2 separate regions of the Hordeum vulgare genome follow, and region 1 is linked to region 2. Evidence: chromatin contacts called from public Hi-C data. All regions are on one chromosome and are shown on one strand. Each heading gives the region's core, a stretch centred on a gene start, on an enhancer-like site or on the middle of the called end of the contact. The rest is flanking DNA. Distances are from core to core; before and after follow the strand shown. Region 1 overlaps LOC123425633 (ribosome-recycling factor, chloroplastic). Region 2 has its middle 210 kb from the start of LOC123425633.

Evidence for each region. Hi-C and Micro-C count contacts between places; a contact is called where the count stands out from the background.
Region 1: a contact with region 2 is called in a Hi-C map of seedling, with 4 times the contacts expected there. The contact joins two enhancer-like sites. A contact is called at or near these places in 3 of 6 Hi-C or Micro-C datasets (leaf and seedling).

The regions. Positions count from the first base shown.
Region 1 is chr2H:154,101,811-154,109,139 of MorexV3_pseudomolecules_assembly, forward strand. It overlaps LOC123425633 (ribosome-recycling factor, chloroplastic), which reads right to left. Exons shown (of 12, transcript XM_045109330.1): 8 at 6,518-6,574; 9 at 6,390-6,440; 10 at 6,248-6,304; 11 at 6,005-6,049; 12 at 5,639-5,861. The coding sequence ends at 6,032. Among protein-coding and RNA genes, the nearest start is that of LOC123425633, 6.8 kb to the right of the region's middle. Within about 2 kb of position 3,166, at least 3 of the 3 cell types and tissues checked have open chromatin away from gene starts, as enhancers often do. A contact at or near this core is called in leaf and seedling, where this site is marked.
Region 2 is chr2H:153,902,454-153,909,432 of MorexV3_pseudomolecules_assembly, forward strand. No RefSeq gene overlaps it. Among protein-coding and RNA genes, the nearest start is that of LOC123425633, 210 kb to the right of the region's middle. Within about 2 kb of position 2,513, at least 3 of the 3 cell types and tissues checked have open chromatin away from gene starts, as enhancers often do. A contact at or near this core is called in leaf and seedling, where this site is marked.

The DNA.
Region 1 (7,329 bases), core at 1,916-4,415, 200 kb after region 2:
ATCAGAGGTGTTATTTTGTAGTCGAGCTCCAACGCTGGTCGGCATCCGAGGTGTCATAGAATACCTCGGTCTTTGTAAAAGTTGAAGGAATTTAGCCAAACTTAATGCCCACAATGCCCTCTATGGATCCAGCGACTTACACCCGAGCTTTATGTCGGACTTCTTCCGAGGTGTGGCACCACCTTGGCCATGGGCTGATTTTTTGCAAGTTATTCTATGCCGAGATGTATAGCCAGTAGCCCTCAAGGTGTGTGTCGGCCAAAAGTCCGAGATGCACCTGAAGTAAAACATAAAACCGCCGATCCTAGTAGCCCCTGAGGCTCATGTCAATTGACTAAATCACCTTGTGGATCAAGTCCTTTCTCATAAGCATACTTTAGGAATAAAGCTCTTGGATCGCAGGCAGATGAGTCTAGGTACCCCTAGTCCCACGGGCCCGACAAGGTCTTCTTCCCCAACGGTTCTCATCTTTTGAGCTCGTGTTTGCCCCCATTGTTGACCTTCTTCGATCTTGCTAACTCTCAATCCCTTCAATGATTCTTGCTAGTTCTTGAGGGAAAAGAGAAAGGAGATCTAGATCTACATTTCCATCAATCACTTTCTCCTCTATGTGAGGAGTACCCCTTGGATCTAGGTCTTGGAGATCTTTGTGAGCTCCTTGTTCTTCCTCTCATACTCCTCCATAGCTTTTGTAGTTATGGTGGGGTTTGAGTATGAGGGACTTGACCACTTTTTGTGTTCTTGCCATTGCATTAGTTGCATCGGATTGAGTTCTCTACGATGATACATGGAATTGAAAAATTGAGAAGTTTATTACTCTTGGGTGCTTGGTATCCTAGAGCTTGATCTTCTTGGGTGCTTGGTATCCTCGATCTTGATCTTCTTGGGTGCTTTGGCGTCCTAGACGGTTGGTGGTGCCTCGGGGCTCAATCATTATGGTGTAAAGCTCCGGGCAAGCATCGGGGTCTCCAATTAGGTTGTGGAGATTGCCCCAAGCAATTTGTACGGGTTCCGGTGACCGTCCCCAAGGGTTGCTAAAGTGTACGGATTCGGTAACCGCCCCAAGGGTTACAATTTGTACGTGTTCGATGACCGCCCTCAAGGGCCCCTTAGTGGAATCACGACATCTTGCATTGTGCGAGGACGTGAGGATGTTACGGTGGCCCTAGTGGCTTCTTGGGGAGCATTATGCCTCCACACCGCTACAAACGGAGATTAGCATCCGCAAGGGTGTGAACTTCGGGATATATCATCTTCCCCTCATGCCTCGGTTATCTCTTATCCAAGCCCTTTACTTATGCACTTTACTTTGTGATAGCCATATTGTATCATGTTATATATCTTGTTATTACTTAGTTGCTTATCTTGCTCAGCATAAGTTGTTGGTGCACATGGGTGAACCTAGTTGTTTTAGGTTTTGTGCTTGACTGATTAAACGTTACTTTTATTCTGCATTTGTTCAAGCCTAACAGTAATTATTTTAAAGCGCATATTCACCCCCTCTAGGCGACATCCATGTCCATTCAGAGCCCATCTTGGGCGGAACTGCACACAGGCAGCGGCTCGACGGACATCACGTCGGAGTGCGGCATGTACAGTAGTAACAACATGAGCGTGGTGATGCTCCTAGCTCGGGAAGAAGAGAAGGGGAGTAGCTCACCTTGTGATTTGGGCTTGGGGTGGGATCTTCTTGGTACTGCTCCTGGCACCGAGGGTCTTTCGGGCGTCAATGGCGTCGGGGCTAACTAGAGCCATGGGGTCGCAGTTCCTTGCAAAAGGCGCGAAGGGCGGCAATGATGATGAGATCCGGAGGGAAACAACCTTGGGCGACCGAATCTGTAGGCGGAGGCGAGGATCTGGCCGGTGATGGGGCAATCAGGCATGACGACGGTAGCATCACGGTGAGGGTTCAAGAGGAGAAACAAAGGAAATGGGAGATGTGAGCGTGAGGGTGCATGCGAGATTGAGGGAGGAGCTAATCGAAACATTTTTTTGGGCGATGGTATTATGGCCGTAAATAATCCAAACTCCGGATTCACCAAAACGTGAAGCCGGGAAAGTCTCGCTTCGGAAAAACGAACGACAACCCACGACAACTTCCTCGATTTCAGCTTCGTGGAGCTATGGCATTCGGGTTCGCTTCGGGGTGAGAATTAGAGAAGTTTGGAGGTGGAGGATTTCACAACACACCTTAATGTGTACAACATCTTAAGATTGATGAAGTCATTATTGACACCTCATAGTCATAAGGAACGCATGAGTAAACAACAATGATCAAACTAAAAAATCAATAAAATGCGCGACTTTAAACCTTGTCCAACCCAATATTAAAATACATATGTTGTTCGTTCAAAAATACTTGTCAATAAATAGATGTATTTAGAGGTGTTTTAGTTTTGGATACTTTCAATTCAATTCATTTGTTCGTTAAGTATTTTTGGATTGAGAGAGTATTTAATGAAGATCAGCAAACACTTGAATTTTTTATTCTCTAGTCTTTATCCATTGCGCATTCCATGCTGGATGTCAGCGGATATCTTAAAATATCTGAAGAAGAATGTCTTGATTTTCATATGCGGATTTCTTTACATGGGGTTAAAGAATACGTCGTTGACCGTAAAAATGAAAAGAAAATTATTTTGTTGACCTAAATCCGGAACACACGAGTACCGAGCTACCATATCCTTTCCCCGATGGACCAATCCACATCCTCCGAAGGCTCGCGATCCTGGGCTCCTGGCTGAACCGCTGAGCCTGGTTATACCGGGGAGTAACAAATATCAGTATTATGTATATGATATTATTGTATGAAACTATTTTTATGATGCATGACACAAAGTAGCATTGTATTTAACATGGTACGATATCTATCTATCTATGTTACTTTAATCTTTTTTTTTTCTTTAATTCTCTGTTACATCAACATATTTGTTACTCCTGAATACTTTGTACCACTATATGGCTAAGATATCACCGCTATGGCTAGCGAGTGCACGGTCCACGTCTAGAGCCCGAGATCTCATCGCGACAGGGATAGCCGCGGGCCCTGCGCCGCGGTCCAATCTGCTTTCCGTGCCCACCGGGGTCCACGTACGGTTGGGGCCACGCCCGACCCGATGCCGTGTCCGTATAGTTCTGCTGTGCTCCTCCTCCTCCTCCTCCAGGGGGTCCCACGTCTTTCATGTACCCTGGGTCCCACACGTAGTGGCAGACTGTGGGCCGCTTGTCGCTGTACTACTCGGCGAGTAAATATTTTCAGGGTGGGTCCGCATGAATAGGCGGCAGATGACGGGCCATGGAAGCGTGGGACCTGCTAGCTTTTTCACCCCTCCCCAAATCCACCAGTACTACCGCTGCTCCGACTAGTACAGTGGTTGACGTGATGTGCCGCTGCACTGGCATGTGCAGGCGGTATGGTATAGTCAACCCGAGGGACAGTACAAAGGCAGGGCGCGGCGCCGCGCTGCGTGCTCGCTCTGAAACCACGACGAGAGCCGAGGAATACCACGGCGACAAGGGTGGCTTTCTCCTCACTCTCCTTTGCCATCGTCACTGCGCTTGAAACGTCAGGTCGCCGCCTACCCTGCCGCTGCCCGGGAGATCGGCGACGGAAGCGAGCTGACGACGGCGGGGAGCGGCCACCGCAGACATCGACTTGCTGCCTTCCATTGCCGCGCCCGGCCGGTGCGTTTTTGTTGGTTTTCTTTTTGATTCTCCTTGTGCGTCTCTGTTGGTTGAATGCCTCCTTCTAACTTGCGCCGTGTTCTCGTTCTTGTCCCCTCAAAGTTTGATGGTCTGTAATATTATCGTTTTCCTTGGTTGGTTGCTGCGCATCTTCCCTTGGGTGATCGGTTCCACTTCTGATGGGCTTTGACGTGTTTTTCCTAGCTTGCGCCGAACCCACGCACTCCTCCGACTTTTATCCCAAGTGCTGCTAGTAAAAGATGTTCAGTACTCCAGCATATTACCACCGTCTAATCAAATGGTCATTTCCCTAACCTTACGAAAAGGAATACAACCATGGAAATCAAAGGAATCGCGTAATAATTTGCTAATCGCCGCTTCTCCTAGCGTTGAAGTGATAAGTGATGGACACATGAGGTGATATCCTACTCCATCAGTGGCACAGCATTCAAAATGTTTACCGGTCCATGCCGGCAATGAATACTTTGCCCACCGGAGTCACCATCACTCAATCCTAGTGGAGAACACAGGAATGGGACGTACTGTGCGCCGGGACCACCCGCCGATTGTTGGCCCTACCACTGGCACACGAGTCCGGCCCGTCCTTCCGTGGGGCCGCACCAGCGTCCGTAATTATCGCAGCCTGGTCGTTGTCGGCAAGGGACGTGTCGGGCTGCCAGTCATCGTCGCCGACGTGGATATTTTCAACATGGGGCCCATGATCCACTGGCAATAGCCGGTGGCCGGCCTATCGTGTCAAAGGCACAGTAGTAAAGTAGCCTACAACTTTGCACGCATGGAGACTTTCTTCTGCAAACGTGCTGCCAAGGGTCATGGTGAGGCCTCTGATTTGGGTGATCAAACGAGATCATGGAAATCTCTTTGGGCCATTAATTCCCCCAATAAAATGAAAGTTGTTCTTTGGCGTATGTCCCACGACTGTCTCCCGACCGGTACTCAACTGAAGCATCGCAAGATACCGGCTGATGATAGATGTGTTTTCTGTGGACGCACTGAAACTGTGGAGCATACGTTTCTCTTCTGCCCCTTCACCGCTTCAGTTTGGGATGCCGTGAAAGAAGATATTCCTGTCAAGCTGGGTAAGAGGTCCTTCTCTGATATGCGACAATGGATCTTTGATTTCCTGCACAGATCGTCGCAAATCCAATTGACCACCCTGGCGGTTACTTGCTGGCATGTGTGGGAGGCTAGAAATGATGCTAGGAATGGGCATGATCTCCTCCATCCGTCTCGCGTGGCTAGCAAGATCAAGGCTTATGTGGACAATATAGTTCAGCATTGTTTCCCGCAACCAAAGGCCAACAGGTGTGCTTCCTCTTCACCTCCAGTGTGGACGCCACCACCAGCCGGGCACATTTGTCTTCATGTCGATGCTGCTGTTTTTCAAGCCGAGAATCGCATGGGATGGGGTGCGCTGATGCGTGACCATCATGGCTCTTTCATGATGGCTTGCAACGAAGGAATAGCAGGAATTGTGGCTCCGGAACTCGCCGAAGCGATGGCTGCTCGACGTGCTCTCGAGGTCTCAAGAGACAATGGTTTCAGGTGCATTTCCATGGCATCGGACTGCCTGACGCTGATTCAAAGGATACGGTCCTCTTCTATGGATCGATCTCTTGTCGGCTCTGTGGTCGGCGATATCAAACGCCTTGCTTCAGAGTTCGACATCTGTTCGTTCAAGCATGTTGGGCGAAGTTCAAATGTTATGGCGCATGTTTTAGCTCGTAGAAGTATGCTTTCTTCCTGTAATTTTTACTTTGATGTTGTCCCGGAGTGTTTGCGGGAAGAACTTTGTAATGATGTGATTTAATCAATAAAGCGCCATGTTTCAAAAAAGTAGTAAAGGAGCCTCGTTTCAATCTCTGAAACATGAAAAAGAACTTGCCCAATTTGTAGCACCCGATTGCAGTGGAGCCCAGCCCAGGGTGTATAATTAGCAAAGGAAACTGAGACTTTTAGAGTGCACATCATAGATGTGGCGAAGAGAAATATTGACAATAGCAGTCGGACAGGAAGTCGGCGGAGGCCTAATTACAAAAGGGAAACGAGGTCTGCACTTTGCATCCATCAGTCTTAGCAAGAGTCCAACCCAAGGAGTGATCGCACAGCGCAGTGGCAACCATCCGATGACAAGAAGGCTTCAGAAATCTTGTGGCCTACGAAATCTCACATGTTAGGTGCTAATTTGTTGAAATAACTACTGCTGTAGTTCTGTGATAACCCAACAAATGTGTTGGTTGCTGATACGTCAGTTTCTTCAACACAGCCAAGGTACTTGACAGGACGAAATGCGACTCACCAGTTTTTGTTCAGTCGGGGGCGGGATCTAAACCTTGCTCAGCTCCTGAAAAGGGAAAATTGATAAGATTTTGTTTATCTTTCCATGGTTCTCGAGCGATGATGAATAATAACTTCTTTGGCATCAAGCAAAGCCCTTTTTTTTTACTCATTCATATCATACTAATTGCGTTGAATTAACCATTATCTAAAGACAGGAGTAACATTGAAGCGATAAGCAGGACCATCTTATGGACCCAAGTACCTGTTCCTTCTGCTTTTGGATGGCTTCAACCTTTTTCATGTACTCGTCTGTGATTTTCTGTAGAATTTGTACAAGAAGTTAGTCTTAGTCCCTGATGCATCTCTGTACTACTACAGGGGTACATGGACGTGTGTGTCCTCACTTGTAGATCGGCTGATAAATCCTTCACATTATCTTCAGAAAGTTTCTTTTCCTATGTATACAAGTGCAAGATGTTAATTTTAGGGCAAAGGAGCCTCAATGAACTAGTACCAGCTGAAAAGAGCAAACCTTCTCTAGCTTATCATAGGCTTTGATTGCGTCTCGTCTTATGTTTCTGATAGCAACCTGAAAAAAAAAAGTCAAGGCTATCACACATTGTTTCGAATCCACTTAGGAGAAAAAATCACAATATTTCATGAAAATCCTCAATGTTGAATGTGCATTTTTCCCTCATTTTTTTATTCCACTTCTGTATCAGAGATTAGTGTCAAGGGATGGAGTTCCTGTTTCGTTAACTAAGTCACGGTCTGCAACTCAGCATCTTGTATATACTAAAGCATGAGTATCTACAGATGTTAGAAGAACAGCAGAAAAGAACAGAGATTGACATGCCTTTTACCAAGTTCAAGAAAGAACATTTGTATATATCAATTTATGTGTAACAGACGCAGTAAAGAGCATGTGATTTAACAACTTCCGTGAAACATCTATGTTTGGTTCTTGCTAAATTCTATCATCACGATCACAACATAAGTAATTTGTAAAGGTGAGCTTAAGTAACTTATCAGTAAATGCATAAAGGCTTCAGATATACTACCTCCGTTTCTAAATATAAGTCTTTTAAGCGATTTTATTAAAAGTCTACATACGAAACAAAATGGGTGAATATACATTTTAAAGTATGTCCATATACATCCGTATGTAGTTTACTAGTGAAACCTCTAGAAAGACTTATATTTAGGAACGGAGGGAGTACTTCAAACTGTTGAAATAGTGCAAGTAGGGTGGCCAATCATCAGAACTAAAATGCACGAAAATGGTGTACGGAAAATTAAGCCCCAGTATAAAATGTAATTATAAATATTCTGCTGAAAAGAATG
Region 2 (6,979 bases), core at 1,263-3,762:
GGTGTCATGTCCCATATGTAATTTGATGACACCATGAGCGATTGCAAGAGATATGACTTGTTTGTTGTCGTCGTCGTGGCTGCTAGCAAGTGCACACACTTAAAAAATTCAGCATTAACTATTTTGTTCATGAGTAGAATCAGGTGTGATTGCTGAACCCTAAAACCAGCATGTGTTTTTGCTTCATGAAAACTGCTACTCTGTTGAGATAGATCGGGCCAATTTTCAGTGGCAAAGTGTTAACCGGTACTGTGTTGAGCTAGCTTCTTGTAGTTACGCTAGATTTTTCAATGACAAGTGTTGCACATGAAAGGGTGTATCCTAAAAGAATTTAAGACAAAGGGATTGTGAGAATCAGTGGGGAAGGGGTTGGCCGGGGATTGATGACATGAGGGGATTCATCAAATCCGTGGAGGTGTTGATTACATGTTAGGAAGGAAACCCCAACAACCGATCAAAGCCTTAATGGGCTTTTTATTAGGGCAACTCCAACGGGCCGACCCAAACGGACGGCGATTTTATCCGCCTTTTGTCCGTTAGGGTCAGCCAGGCAGACACAAACGTCCGCTTCGACGTTTGGATCGGCGCATGCGTCCAACGCTAGCTCGACCCATTTTCGCCAGCGTGCATCAAACATGCATAATTATTAATGAAAATGTCCGCTTAAACATTAAAAAAAGTCGGCCACGGAGGCCGATGAGAGTCCACGCATTACATTATTAATGAAAAATAAGAAAAAAAAAACTAGGCGTCCTTGGCGACGACGTCGAGGTCGGGCTGTGCCGGAGCGGGGACGGGTTGTGTCAGCGCGGGCGCGAGGTCGGGTTGTGCCGGAGCGTGGCCGGGTTCTGCCGACGCGGGTGGTGCTGGTGTCGGTGGTGGCGCAGCAGCACGGGCACGCTCGCGTGTCTGGTGCATCGCCATCTGAGCTTCAAGGTAGGCGGCCTTTTCTGGAAGAAGCGCGCTGGCCTGGACGACGAGGGTGTTCGGGAAGAAGTCGAGCGTAGCACGGGCGTGCTGGTGCGCCTGGTGCATCGCCCTCTTAGCTTGCAGGTGGACGACCTCCTCTCGCAGCATGGCAATGGCATAGACGACGAGGTTGTCGCCGTTGTCCATGGCTGTTGGGTCGTCGACGAGGAAACAAAGGGGTGGCGAGATGTGGACGGGCGGGCTTCTGAAAGCAGATGGCGAAACCCACCGCACGCTCGGATTAAAAAAGGCCGGCCACAGTCGCCGACGCGTACGCCCGAGGACGGTGGTTGGGGGCGGACACCGAGGGGGCGGGCGCGCGTACGCGCCGACGCATTTCGGTCCCAAATTTGAACCAGAAATGGGTCGGCGCGGACACGAAAAGGACGCGTTTTGACAATGGATAGGCTCATTGGGCCATCATTTTTATCCGCGTTGATCCAAATGAACGGCGACGGACGAAATTGTCGCCCCGTTGGAGTTGCTATTGCATTTCAGCAAAGAGCGGTGGGACCAAACGGGTTTGTGATGGAAAACTAACCTGCTGTCCCACCTGCAGCCTGATATGGTACGCATTGCATTCGCCAACGAAGCATGGGTCCGACGAGAAGCGGAACCCACTAAGTGGCCATATTCCGGTGACACGTCAGTGTTCTCCCCCACTCGCCGCTCACTGCAACAACGGAGGCACTCCGCCTGCTCTAGCGCACTGCTCACAGCAGCACTGTAATTGCTGCTGGCCTTCAGTCAACACGCAGAATATTCACAGCAGCTGCAAGGCGTACGGGCTCGTGACAGGCTTCAATGCCTACCTGCCTTCTCCAAAAATAAATGGGATATAGGCAGAATCTGGCCAGCTTTCAATAGGTTGTGGCTATAGCAGACTAGCTAGCAGTAAATGTATAGCATGCCTACCACCTGAACTGAAAGGCTTGAGCCTAGCTAGTAGCTACCGGGGCAAAATGAAACACCGAAGCTGCAAATTGCTGGCCGAATTACTCTACATGAGACGCAAAGTACATGCAAGCCAGTAGTAGTTGAAACTTGAAAGAGGAGACGAAGAAGGCGATGATATGAACACACATGGTGAACCCACGACAAAAGTACCAGCTCTCAGTAATGGAGGTCACCGTCGTCACCGGCAACGATCAAGAAGACAGGCATTACTAAACTGTGTTCTCGTTTGGCCTAGGTTGCTTCTAGTTCTATATATACTCTCGCTCTGGCGCCTGTCGGCGTCTCTCGTCTCAACGGGCCCGGCACATTCGTGCAATCATGCTGGTCATTTTCCATTAGCAATGGTGGTGTCGTGTCCCGTAGGAAGGTAAGCTAACTGCTTACCAGAAATAGCGGTGTGTGCCCTACCCTGTGTCTCGAACTCGGAAGCTGCTACACAACATAGGCCGTGGCACAGGAGAAGATGGGTCCGGCGCACTGGGGACCGACACGTCGTCTCGATCTGTTGTCCCGCCGATACGAGCCGGGTCCCGTCGTCGTTCGGTTGGGAGGTGAGTGTGGTGGTAGGAGGAGGAGCTCGTAGCCGCGTCCCGCTGTCCAGTACTCCGGTACCACTCTCCGGAGGCGTCCCGCTGTCCAGTACTCCGGTACCACTCTCCACCTCCGCCGCGTACTGGCGCACCGGTGCCGTGAGGTCTCTTTTCTCTTTACAAGAGGTCAGGTGGGTCGGGGCTGTGGTGGACAACGTGGCCGTCGAGTAGTGACAGTACCACTCACTTATTTACCGTACACAGGCCAGCAGATAGTGCATGCTGCACAACCGCCGCTCCTCCTCTCGTCATCCATCCGCCCGGACCAAGGGACAGGCATATGTCGACGTCCCCAGAACGGCGCGCAATGGCTCACACGGCACCTTTTATTCTCTCTCGTGAGAGAACGAAAGCAATGCGGCCGTTTCACCTTTCTACATTTTGTAGCCTGGTAAGCACAGCATGAGCGGCTGCGCTACCGGGGAAAGAGAAGGCGTTGCCTCATTCACGGAAAGATCCATTGAACCACGGGTGTCCGTCCAAACAATTCTCTAGTATCAAACGTGACGACAGTGAAACACAGCTAGCGGTACATAGGGCCAAGAGGCCGTTCGACGTTTTTGAATGAATTTTATAATAAGGCACCCAAAGTGACGTGTAATAAACGATTGTCTAAAGAATGCCACTGATACACGATGAGTGGATGACTACGACGCCCGGAAGGGACGAAATCTGCTCGTCTTTTCCACTTTCCTTTTGCGAACGTGGAGGCGGAAGTGGTTCGCGCTGCTGGTATCGATGTACCTTCGATGTAGCTTCTCATCCTTTTCTGGGTACAGGTAGAGAACAATTTTTTTTTGGCGGTGAGAGGTAGAGAACCATCGATACGGCGCGACCACGACACAACCACGTCATCTTAAGAGCATGGTTAATGTTATAGTAAAAGAGAGAGAGAAGCGATTGGAATGAACTAGATCTCTTTATTGATGACACACAAGGCTATATATATAAGGTGAGGGGACGCGTTGAACAGACGCGACCCTTACAAAGGACGCCACAAAGGCGGTTGTTAAGCATGGATTATTAGGATTATAATTAATCCTTAACACTCCCCCTAATCTATGCTTATCTTCGGTTATATGCACCATCTTGATAAAGACTCCTTTAGTATGTTTGCCTTGAGATTGTTCATCATCTTTATATTGAGAAATACTCCTCCAAAAACCTTGTGGAAAAAATATGAGGAAAATAATGTAGATACGTTGCTGAAACTCCTTTAAACCCAATGGGAAAAATAAGAAGAAAATGATGCAACATATAATGATTATTGTCTCTTGATAACTAATATGAGAAAAACCTTTGAAGAAGGAGAAAACTCATTGATAAGTTTAGAGAACAATTAATATTTCTTGAGTACTTCCTTGAAAAAACCCGATAGGGAAAATAGAAAGTATGACATATGATCTTTGAGAAGATATTGCCTCACTAAAAACCATTATGAGAAACTTGAGAGAAAACTCATAAGGGAAAAGAGTGCAATCGTACATGTCATTGAAAACTCCTTTAAAACCCAGTGGGAAAAATATAACGAGAAAATGATATGGCATATATAGATACTTGTGTTTATATTATCTCATTAAAAACCTTTTATGAGAAACCGTTAGGAAAAACTCATCAAGGGAAAAAGAGTACAATATATGCAATTTGATGATTGTTAATAGGTTATAGTCTGGGAGATTACTCCCCCTGAACTTTGCAAATATGGAGTATGTCTCATACCAATGCCATTGACACGAACATGAGATTGTGTATAATCTGTTGGATTATCACAATATTTTGTTTGCAAATTATTTCCTCAACTTTCTATAATCCAGAGGATAAGTAATTTATGAGCAATGTGATTTATGATATTGTTCTTCATATAACCTGCAGGTATTGAGTAACACAAGTGGAAGTATATTGATAAATCAAGTAATGTGATTCTGATGAATCTCAACCACACGATTTTGAGTATGGTTAATCATTCTGCCAAGCCATACATATTTTTGCAATGCTTTAGGATAAATCAATTATGTCAGAATGATAAGTGGAAATAACCATTAAAATCCATTTATATGACTTCATGTCAAGGCTATTCCAGCAAATTCAGTCATTTATATGGCGTCGTTGGGATCAAATAAAGAGCCAATATCATTACATCATATCATGGTCATATTTTCTATTTCCTGATGGAAATATTCAAGATTTACTCTAATCTTCAGATATGAGATGATAGTACTTATATCAACCATATACCTTTTGTTTGGGGTTGCACTCCGAATAAGATAGCAAATATAGTGTGAGGCCTCACATATTTTGCAATTATATAAGTGCTTTGACATTAGTGAGATATAGAACTTTAGGTCCTGATATCACTTCATTATCACCCCTAGGTATGGATGGATTTGTATCCTATTAGGGTTGTATGACCATACATATCATTTATTGATATGATATATCCAAATAGAACTTCTCGTATATGTTTTGGATATATGTAGACTGATATGTATTTCTTGAGAGGATGCTCAGGTTGTAAATTTTAGCTAATTTTGGTTGAAACCAAATTTTCCGTCTTGAGATGATTTTGTGTATGTTTAGGTCTTGTAGAGATATTGATGATGAAATCATTGATATACACTGAGGTGATATAAGGAATTCAAATTTGGTATTCCTTTGTTAACACATAAACAATCATCATTGAGTAATCCTTCGGAAGAAGAAAATCATTTAGTCGGTAGTACCATATGATTTCCGACTATTTTGAGCCATAGAGTGACTTCTGAAATTTTACACAAATATGTTGCGATTTATTTTGGATTTGGAATTGTAAGCCCATCAGGGACTTCTTTATAAATTTCCAAAACGAGTAACTCATATGAGTATGTAGTTACTACATCCATTAACTGCATGGATAATATTATTTGTACTGCCAATGATATTTATTATCGAAACTTAATTCCACTCATACCAGGAGTGTATGTTACACCATAATTTGATGTCGGGTCTCTGCGTGAACCCTTTTGCTACAAGCCTCGCTTTTTCACCACCTCATTGACTTTGTCTATAAATGATAAGTTTTTAGTATTCCATATGGAAGATACTTATGAGGAGTATGTATTACTGTGGTAAATACCACTCTTTGATGAGCGAGTGCTATTCTTCATTACTTGCTTCCTTTTATGTGAACCAATATGAGTACAAGAGGCACTCTACCATGGATTTTGGTTCAGGGCCCAAAAGGTTTTAGCAATTTTCAGAAGAAATATATGTTGACAAATGTAGACTTATGTTATATGACTCTGGAGGAATCAATGAAATTTGTGGAAATGTATTTATTCCTTTTAACTCCTTGTGATTTCCTACAACAATGGAGTCAAGGTGTTTCAATGTCCCGACACAAAAACATTTGTGCACATTTATGTCGGGCTTTGGATGATGAGCATCCAGTGAGGTGTTCTTTCAACTTGATGTTGAATTACATTTACTGGTTGAGGATTTAATTTCCTCTATTTCCGCGGAAGCATATGCAAGATTATATCTCGTGTGGTCAGATTTCTCCCCCTCTTGCTCTCATTTCGGGAGAAGAGTGGTTTATGAGGTACCTCCACTCTTTCTGACACTTTACTGCAAGAATATAAAATTGAGTGACACCTTTGTGATCAGTAAATGTATGTGACAGATTTGCAATGTGTTGCAAATATGTGATTCTAAACTTCTTGTTCAGATTCTTTGAGTACGTGGAAATAAGGACTGAATGTGAATAACATTTCAAATTTATTTCTTGGCATTCTTTGTGGTACTTATCTCCCCCTAATGCCAGAAATGTCCTTATTGCGGAAGCAATCAGCATACGGGCTATGAATAATTTTGATTGACGAATAAATTGTTTTTCCTCACATAGATCCCTATTTTTTTATGGGAGCCCATTGATGTATGCTGGAGTGGTGATATCGGTATGCAACCGAATTATCGCAGATAGGAAATATTTTGTTGATTTCCACGTAATTACTACAAGGGGAAAGTAGTATGCTATGCAGTTGGTATGATTTATATCATACTTACGGTGTGTAATGCCGTATTTGTCTAGCATGAGGCTAGTAAATTATGATTCTATAAGTTTGGTCATATTATTAATTTCATTATCTTTGATAAGATATTGAACTAAACCATTATGTGTATTACTTAATATATTATGTATAATCACACATTGCTTGTAAAATGAGTTCAACGAAGTTGTCCATTCGAATAGATTTATCCCTTGTTTAGGATAACTTGCTCTTACTTTGATAATTTGAGCAATTAATTCACTTATATCATTCATGGTTTGTGTGACAAGATACACGCTGGAAATCATTTTATAAATGTTTCCATGAGTACCATGAAGTATCTATATAATACCACATAATGGTTGAGTAATCCACATATCTTCTGAATGTGTTCAAGGAAGAATGAGTTGCTCATTTAGAATTGTAAGGTGAGAGTGC